Linked DNA regions of Arachis hypogaea: region 1 is linked to region 2. The links are chromatin contacts, called in public Hi-C maps. All regions are on one chromosome and are shown on one strand. The core of a region is the stretch at or near the end of the contact, and the rest is flanking DNA. Distances in the headings are between cores, read along the strand shown.

The links. Hi-C and Micro-C count contacts between places; a contact is called where the count stands out from the background.
Region 1: a contact with region 2 is called in a Hi-C map of leaf, with 2.8 times the contacts expected there. The contact joins the promoter of LOC112794284 here to the promoter of LOC112796750 in region 2. A contact is called at or near these places in 3 of 8 Hi-C or Micro-C datasets (leaf and an unstated tissue).

Annotation. Positions count from the first base shown.
Region 1 is chr4:52,805,812-52,810,340 of arahy.Tifrunner.gnm2.J5K5, reverse strand. It overlaps LOC112794284 (probable aquaporin NIP-type), which reads left to right and starts at 2,076. Exons shown (of 5, transcript XM_025836367.3): 1 at 2,076-2,368; 2 at 2,568-2,798; 3 at 2,949-3,146. The coding sequence starts at 2,249.
Region 2 is chr4:52,524,784-52,529,702 of arahy.Tifrunner.gnm2.J5K5, reverse strand. LOC112796750 (pentatricopeptide repeat-containing protein At2g01860) reads right to left here and starts at 1,399. Exons shown (of 2, transcript XM_025839345.3): 1 at 935-1,399.

The DNA.
Region 1 (4,529 bases), core at 827-3,326, 280 kb before region 2:
AGTTTCACCAAAATCTTAAGGTTTTGTATTATTCATAATAATCACCTAATTCTTGCATAAATCTCATGATTTTGTACAAAATTAATAATGTTTGATTGAATTAAGATAAACATGAAATTCCACTCCAATCACTTACTTATTGTGCAAGAAAGTGCATGAAACCTAATAAAAACAAGTAAAAATGCTAGTAAAACTAGTCTAAGATGACTTGTCATCACCTTTCCCCCACTACGAGCTCTCTGTCTCTCGCTCTCACCCTCTGTTTCGCTGACGACGAGGATGGCTCGCTTTGGCGAAGACGACGGCGCGAACGGTAACAGCGGCAGTGGCGAGCTCATCTGTAGTGAGGAACAGCGTAATAACGTCGTCCTTCTTCTCCTCTGGTGCGTGGTCGGTGACGACAAGCACGAGGTCAGTGGCGATCTGCGATGGTGGCGACGGGCTGGAGGACGAGCGGCGACGGCTGTGGCAGCGGTCTCCCTCTCCCTCTCCCACCGGCGCGCGCTCTCTCTTTCTCAGATCTCACTTCTCTCTTCTCTGCACGACACGACGGTGCGGCGGCAGTGACGCCCGCCGGTGCCGTCCTGCCCCCTCCCCTCTCCTTCCCATTTCTCTTCTCCCCTCTTCTGCTTCTCTTTTCTCTCTTATTGCAGCGTTGCTGCTGCTTGATTTGGAAAAGGGAAAAAGTGTTGCTACTGCTGGGTTCAGGAGAAATCGGGTAATTGGGTTAGGATTTCAGGGTTAGGGTTTTTTCAATTTGAAAATTAGGGTTAGGGTTAAGCTGGAGTAATTTAGGTCAATTTTAATAAAATTAGGGGTAATAACGTAATTGAAAACAAATTTTAATTCAACAAAATTATTTTTAAAAAAATTATTTGATCATAAATTACAAATTAATTTCAAAGAAATACTCTAATTCAGTAATTAGAGATAATATAATTGATTTTCTTTATTCATAATAATTAAAGTATTAAATTCTAAAATCTCAATTATTTAAAATAAATCATAAAATATAAATTATTTTTTCATTACTAAACTTTATAATTTAAATATAAAAATTATTCAATAATTATAAAATTAAATAAAAATCTAAATTTAATTATTAACACTTTTGATTTAACTAGCTTTAATAAAATAATTTTAAAAATTAAAATTCTTAATAAATAAATAATTTAAAATTGGCTCGTAATGGAATTTTTCAAAACTTCTAGATTTTACAGCACCTCCATTACTATTCTGAGAAATTGATGCATCCACATCAATTTTGCCTAATTTGGGTAGTGGGGGATCAAAGCACTTATCTTCTTCTGGTCTTGAAAACTCCAGAACTCATTAGCCATTCTTCTTGCATGTGCCACCTCTTCTTCGATTGGGGCTTCACTACCTTCAAACACGCGTCTGTTTCTCGCAATCCACAACTGCTTCATTAGAGCACAAAACAAGGTCTTATCCTTTTTTTTCCAAGTTTGCAAGCAGCCACCGATCCATCCTTCCAGAGTAGATCCTGTGCCATTTTCCGTTCTTAGGAGAAAAGGGCTACCAAATACTACAAAGGAGAAAACGATACCAAAAAAAAAAAAAAAAACTTGTTGAAGCATTTTAATGAAAACATTAAAATTATTATTTACATATTTACACGAGTTTCTAATTAAAATTTGTATAAAATGTAGACTAATTTGAAAATTACACAGAAAAAAAAAGTTTAAATGCTAATAAAATTTATTATTTTGTTAGTATTTTTTGTTATTAATTTAATTTTTTTTAATATAATAATTGAACAACATATTTTTAGTCTACATTTTTTATTTTTTTTATTTTCTAGTATTTTTCTGTTTTATGTTCAGCTAAAATGTGTAAGAAATGTTGTAGCATTCCAAGAGTAATTAAGACCATAAATTAAATAGAGTAACCTAGGATGAAAGACGCCAATAACAATTCTTATTAGGTTCATATACATATTTAGCTACATAACTTGCACGTGTACAATATTGAATGAAGAACCAGTGGTTTCTATATTAGTTCTTAAACCCATGATTGATCCTGAAAACAGGTAAACCACCAATGTCTCCATGTTTTTCCCTATTAATAACACTGTTTTATCACAAGCATAAATTTTCAATCATCTTCTGAACAGCAACCCCCCCAAAAGAAAAAAGAGAAAAAAAAAACTTATCATTATTAAGAAGGGATTGAAATAAGGAAAGAAAAACGTTAATGTTAACTTAGGTATTTAATTAATTAATAAAACATGCCCATAGATGAGATCAGAATGGAAGAAGGTAGTGGCGCCGTGATCAAGAGTTCGTCGCAAAGTATTAAAGAAAATGGGTTTTGCGGTTCTCCTGAGGTAGTTCTCATCATACAGAAGGTATCATAAATAATTATAATTATAATTCTTCTTCTTCTTATATATATATGTATCTAGATCTTTAGGTTACAGAGATTTAGATGCTATATCATGAAATTATTTCTTAAAAAATTTAAACTAATAGAAAAAAAACATAATCATATCGGTAGGATATGCAAAAGAAATACATAATGAAGTACGGAGTGTTGTAATGTAACAGGTAATTGCGGAGACAATTGGGACATACTTCTTAGTATTCTTAGGATGTTGTGTGGTTGTTTTGAATAATGTAGAAGGGAGTGAAGGTGCAATAACATTTCCTGGGATTTGTGTGACATGGGGTGTTGCAGTTATGATATTGATCTATGCTCTTGGTCATATTTCTGGTGCACATTTTAATCCCGCTGTCACCATAAGCTTCGCTCTCTATCGCCGATTCCCTCCCAGACAGGTACACATATACCTTTGTCTTTGCTTTCATGTCTAGAGATGGTGCTTTGTAAAGTTTATAAGGTTTAAATTAGTGACAATAATGAAGCAATGAATAAAGTGAAGATTATAAAAAGAACAAGCTTTATTTTTTATTGTGGCATGCATGCAGGTGCCTCTATATTTGATAGCGCAAGTGCTAGGGTCAGTGCTTGCGAGTGGGACATTGTACCTTCTATTTGATGTGACCGATGCTTCTTTCTTCGGAACGGTACCAAAAGGGTCTCATATTCAGTCTCTTGTATTCGAGATCCTCACTTCCTTTCTTTTGATGTTTGTTGTCTCTGCCGTCACCTCTGATGATAGAGCAGTTAGTATCATTTCCACTTCTCTTCTTTTTCTAACACTACTCCCATCCATGCATCACTTTTTATGAAGTGTTTCCTTTATACAATAATATAAATGAAATATGTACATTTAATATATTACAAATATAATTTCTCATTTTTAATAAGAAATAAGTAGAGAGTATTTGGATTGCGCTGACCAATAAGCTGTTATGCTCAATATGAAAACTAACTCAATCATTTATAATTTTCAATGTACCATTTGACCCATTTAACTTATTAGTAATATAATTTTATTCTTCACACCCACCCCTCAAAATTAGGTTAGTTCTTGAAAAAATTCGAAGTTTGGACTTAAATTGCTTAATGTTTAATTTGTAGTTGATAATGATTTTGGTAAGAATATCAGCAACTTGGTCAAATCTAGGAAAATGAACATCATGCAAAGTTTGCTTTTGCAGTTTGTCCTGAATCAGTTGCACCTCCAATTGAAAATGTTTCATTCGATCATGCATTATTAAGTTGGCTATTAAAAAATAGTGTTTGTTGTCACAGAAAACGATAGGAGAGATTGAAAGAGTGATTCTTAATTCATAACATAAATTCTTCGGCCACACTAACTCTCTTTTTCACAAGTAGGTAGCTTTTTGAATTCTACTTCAGTGTATGATTTACTGATTGTAGCTTGCCTCCTACAAGTCCAAAATTTTAAATTAGTACAAAAAAAAAAAAAAATACAATAATCAGAAACTGATTTCCTATCTTCAAAGTCAGCTGCCAAATCTAAATATGAGGAGTCATAAAGCCTCATATAATCACATTTGTGTAGTAACAATCCATGTTCTTTGGTTTCTTCTGTATGACAAAGCACTTTTTTAGCATCCTTCTAACAAGTCAATAGGAGATAATGTATGAACTGATTATAGTTAAGTATTGTAATGATCCAACCGATGCCTAAACAATTTTAGATTTTCAAACTTCTCAGACCTTGAAGACAGAATTTGCAGAGAAAATATCATGGGAGTTGGCATGAGACTAGCCCCTGCCATTTCTAATTTTGAAAGTATCATTAATGTATGAACTAATCTTACTTTATACTTTTGTACACTGTCATTAGAGGTTTTTTAAAGAACTAAAGATCATGTTTCAGTCCTCATGAAGGCATTATACTCATCTAGCATTGTCTTGTGCCAATGAAGACTTTGTAAAGTAATTTTGGCAGATTTATAGGATTGTTCTTCTTTAAAATTAGAATTGAGAATAGTTGTAAGTAATTTAGGCTTAGTAGATCCAGTTTTGGATCTTGTAAGCATAGAAGGAGTATTTTCAGTTTGAGAATTCTCATGCTGACCATATTCTTGAGGCAGACTAGTGAGTTAAATTTTAATCCTTGAGATATAGGCCGT
Region 2 (4,919 bases), core at 150-2,649:
GATTAACAACAAAAAAAGCAATGAAGGAACAGTGAAACAATAACATAGGCAGTGCAAATTCAAGAAACTTTAATAAAATTTAACTACAGAAACAGACAGTAAAGCAGTAATAGAGTTATCAATTTAAAATTTATCATCAAATACATTCAATGAGCAAAACCAATCAACCATGTACTGACTGGGCATTCGAAAAAAAAAAAAAGAATCAAAAGAAAATTTAAATTACAGCAAAAACACAACAACAATAGGAACATTTAAAACAAAGCAACCCAAAAAAAAATCTAAAAATCACCATTGCGGAAAGCAATGATTTGATCCGTGTATGCTCAAAGAATTAAAAGCTAAGCTTACAGGAAAGTGAAGAATACCAAAACCAAAGAACCTTCAATCACAGCTTAAATCAAGAACAGAAAATCACAACAAAAACAAAAAAAATTAAAAGTAACAGAAGAACAACAGAACAACACAAGAACAATTAGCAAATTAACAAATTCACAATAACAGGTAAATTAACCAGAAGAACACTAATGCAAGTGGAATCATCATGCTAATATGTTTTCTGCAAAGATACTATTTGTGCAGTTAAGATTTCCTAATTACTAAGATCCAAGTATTCTAATTTCACATGCAATCAACTTACCAAGTTTCTAAAAGCTAGAAATTATAAAACCAACCAGAAATATGGTTAAAACATTTCATCAAACATGTTGAGTGCGGTAAAATTAAAACAAAATAAGAGAATTCAAAGCTTAATATCAATGTGATAGAGAAGAGAACATAACTATTGTAACTTTAATTCAGTCTATGAAATAGTCCAAACCACTACCAAATCAAATAGTTACTTATTGTAATAGAAATCAGAAGTTGCAGAGTTTGAAGCAGAGTATTGGTGTTGTGTGAGTGTATTGTCTGGTGGCGGGTTTAGGGAACTCACGGCGGCGACAAAAGAGAGCAGTTCGACGGCTAGGTGGAGCGCGCGGGTTGGTCGCAGTGTTTGAAGCAGAGCAACGTGGCTTCCAGACGAACACGAATGCGAACTCGAACGGTGAACGGCGAGTGAACGCGAACAGTGAACGCCGAGCGAACGTGAACGGCGAAGAACGCGAACGAAGACGACAGCTGAACGAAGACGCGAACGTGAACGGCAAACAAACGGCGACGGAAGCGCAGCAGACAAAGACGACGGATGCCGAGCTCGAGGAAGCAGCCGCGATCGGTGACTGCGAACAGGGGTTGAAGACTTGGATCACGAGGGAAGCTAGATAGACGGACGGATGGCGAACTCTGAATGCGACGGACACGGCAGTATGCCACTCCTTGCGGCGGTGGCGTAGGCTTACAGTGCTAGGGTTTTTTGGCTGGGGTTGTGTGATTTGATTTCTTTCTGAAAGAAAGGGAGAAAGAAACGAATGAGCTTCCGTTTATGTGAAAACCGGGCGGGTTTCGGTTCGGTCCAACCGACCGATTCTTGTCCGGTTCAACAGTTTTTCATTGGTTTTCTAGACGATGGTTTTACATGGCTGATCGGACTGCTAATCTTGTCGGTTCGCAGTTGAATCAGTCTAACCGATCAGTCTGATCCAATTTTCAGAACTTTGATTTTGGATTAAGAACTTCAATTAATCTCTAATTATTAGATCTTAATGTGATCTATTATTTAGCTTTTTATTATAATAATTTAAAAAAAATTGAAGCAAATATATTTAAAGAGATTTAGTATCTTTTAAAATTAAATACACATTCAAAATATAAATTAAATAAAACTGAAATTTAAAATTTAAAATTTCTGTTTAAGTATTTTTAATTATTAACAGATTATCATTTAAATATACATCTAAAAATTAAATTCAGTAAAATTAAAGATTTTAATTTTAAAATTCAAAAAATAAATCTTAAGGGTTTTAATTATTAACCCGCATATAGAGATCATATTTTGAACTAATATGTTTGATATACTTTTATTGAATAAGATTTAAAACACTTAGCTTAATTATTCATTTTAATAATTTTAAAAACGTTAATAAGAAAATAAGAAAGATTAGATATGTTTTTAGCGAATAAGATATAAAAAAATTTAATTTTATTTTTAACGTTTAAATTTAAATTTTAGATTTATGATTTTGGATGTGTTTCGAACATATTTTGTAGATAAATCAATAATTATAGATGTGTAATAATTGAAAAAAAAAACTAATTTTTACAAACATACATTTTAATAATTTTAAAAGCGTTAATGTTCAAATAAGTAACAATAAAATTCAACTAATAGTAAAAAAAATAAGAAATATTAGATGAGTTTTTATCGAATAAGATATAAAAAAAATAAGATATAAAAAATTAATTTTATATTTAACATTTAAATTTAAATTTCTGATTTATGATTTTAGACGTGTTTCAAAAATATTTTGTGTATCACTTAATAATTTTAGATGTGTTACAATTAAAAACAAAAAAGAATTTTTACGTACATTTTAATAATTTTTAAAGCATTAATATTCAAATAAGTAACAAAAAATTCTAACTATTAGAAAAAAGAAATATTAGATGAACTTTAATCGAATAAGATATACAAAATTAATTTTATTTTTAATGTTTAAATTTAAATTTTAGATTTATGATTTTGGATGTGTTTTAAAAATATTTTCTGGATAACTTATTAATTTTAGATGTGTAATTGCTCCTTTATTTATCTTTAATTCGGTCTAATGATTTTATGTTGGTGGTCTTCTCTAATCATTTTAGAGATAAAGATTAATAAAACAAAAGAAAGAAAGAAAAAGAAAAGGGAAGAAGAAGAAAATAATATTGATGTATAGACTAGTAATTCATTTATTGTTTAATTCAAATGTTGATATAATGTTATTAAAATTTCATTCGACGATGATGATGAATGAGTTTTGAGTTAGCATGCATAGTCACTCGAGTCAAATAGAAACAAAATAGCACAACTCATCTAATAATAATAATAATAATAATAATAATATAAAATATGAACTAGTAAATTTACTTGCAGAGAAGTAGCATTCTTCTATGAAAATTTTTGTGAAGAACGTGAGAGAGAGAAAAAAAAAAAGAACGCACGAGAGAGAGGAACGTACACAAAGAATGAAAAATGTTAAAGTAACTACTTTATGAAGTGGGTAAGAAGTAAAAAAATCTAGTATTTAAATTTTACATTTGTTTTAATTACAAACATGTTTAGCTACAAACTAAGAATGTATTTTAATTAAAATTTAATTAAATAATATTATTTGAATTAAAAGACTGATTAAAGGCTGAATTTTAAAGGACACATAACATTTTTCTTTTTAGATCATCGGACCATCCAGTTCAACTAAATAACCAATGAACCGGATCTTAATCCAGTTCGTGTGATGTTTTGATCGTTTTAGTCTGAAAACACCGCAAATTCGGAAGAACTGATTTGAATTGGTTTAAACTGTAGAAGAACCGGACATAACAACTGTGGTCAACCTGCGCCTCCACCTTGGACTGGCAATGCCTGGAATATAGTAGGAACGCCAGCTAATTGCCTTTAAAAAAGAGCTATGACATGTCTCGAACTCTCACCATGAAGGAATCTAATGCCACACTAGTCACTGGGCCACATGACAACTGATCCGAACCAGGGTAAACCACTTGCACCATGAAGGAATCTAATGCCATACTAGCCACTAGGCCGCATGTAGGGGTGTACATGGGTCGGGCCACACTGGGTTTGGCTTAACCCAGACCCGACCTGAAATATAGACCGGGCCAAATGTTTAGACCCTAACCCGATCCTAGACCCGATGAAACCTACGCACATTCGGGCCGGATGAAAATCGGATAAAAACAGGGTGAAAACCGGGCCTTTAGCATGTAAAAATCACCTAATCTCCAACCTTTATTTCACAATTCACATAGTAAAATTCACTTAAAAAAATATAATAAGAACCAACCCTTCTCTAAAATTAAAGCATAACCATAACCAATACTAATATTCTCTAACACCAAATATTTAAATCAATACAAATAACACAATATTATGCATTAGTGTAAAGTCTTATGCATTTTAAACATAAAATCTTAACTTATAATCTTATAAATGACTAATAACACAAAATATTAAGGTTTACAATATTTAAATTCCACATAAGAATAGCCATCATCCAACATAAAATATTAATTGTGTATGATGACCGGGCCATCGGGCCGAGTTCGGGTGACCCGAGCTATGGCCCGGACCCGACCCGAAATAATGACCGGGTCTATCTTTGAGACCCTTGCCCGACCCTAGACCCGATGAAATCACACTAAATTAGCCTCTAAAGTGTTCAGGGCCGGGCCGGGTCTTCGGGCCGGGCCAGGCCATGTACACCCCTAGCCGCATGACAACTAATCCGAACCGATGTAAACCACTAAAGAACCGGATATGATAACCGTGGTCAACTCGTGCCTCCACCTTCGACTTGCAATGCGTGGAACATAGTAGGAACGCTAGTTAATTTGTCTTCAAGAAAAAGCTACGACATGTCTCGAACTCTAACCATGAAGGAATCTAACACCACACTAGCCACTAGGGGTAACATCTCAGTTTTTTAATTATGGTTATTATTTAATTAATTAAATTTATAATAATTTAAATTTTAGCCTCATAATAAAATATTAGAAGGTAATATACTTAAAAACTAACATATCTAATTTAAAATTAAAAATTCGAAAATACTAATTTTAGTAAATTTCTAATTGACAATAAGCAACCTTTTAAGATATAACACCCTACCATACAGAGTCTTATGCTTAAGTCATAATTCAGAGATGGCAAGGTATTACGACCTCTAGAAAATAAAATTTAGTACGTATAGTAGTATAAATAATGTTTTTAACTAGGATCCTTTGAAGAAAAAGGGATAAAACAGAATTGCAACTCGAAAAGC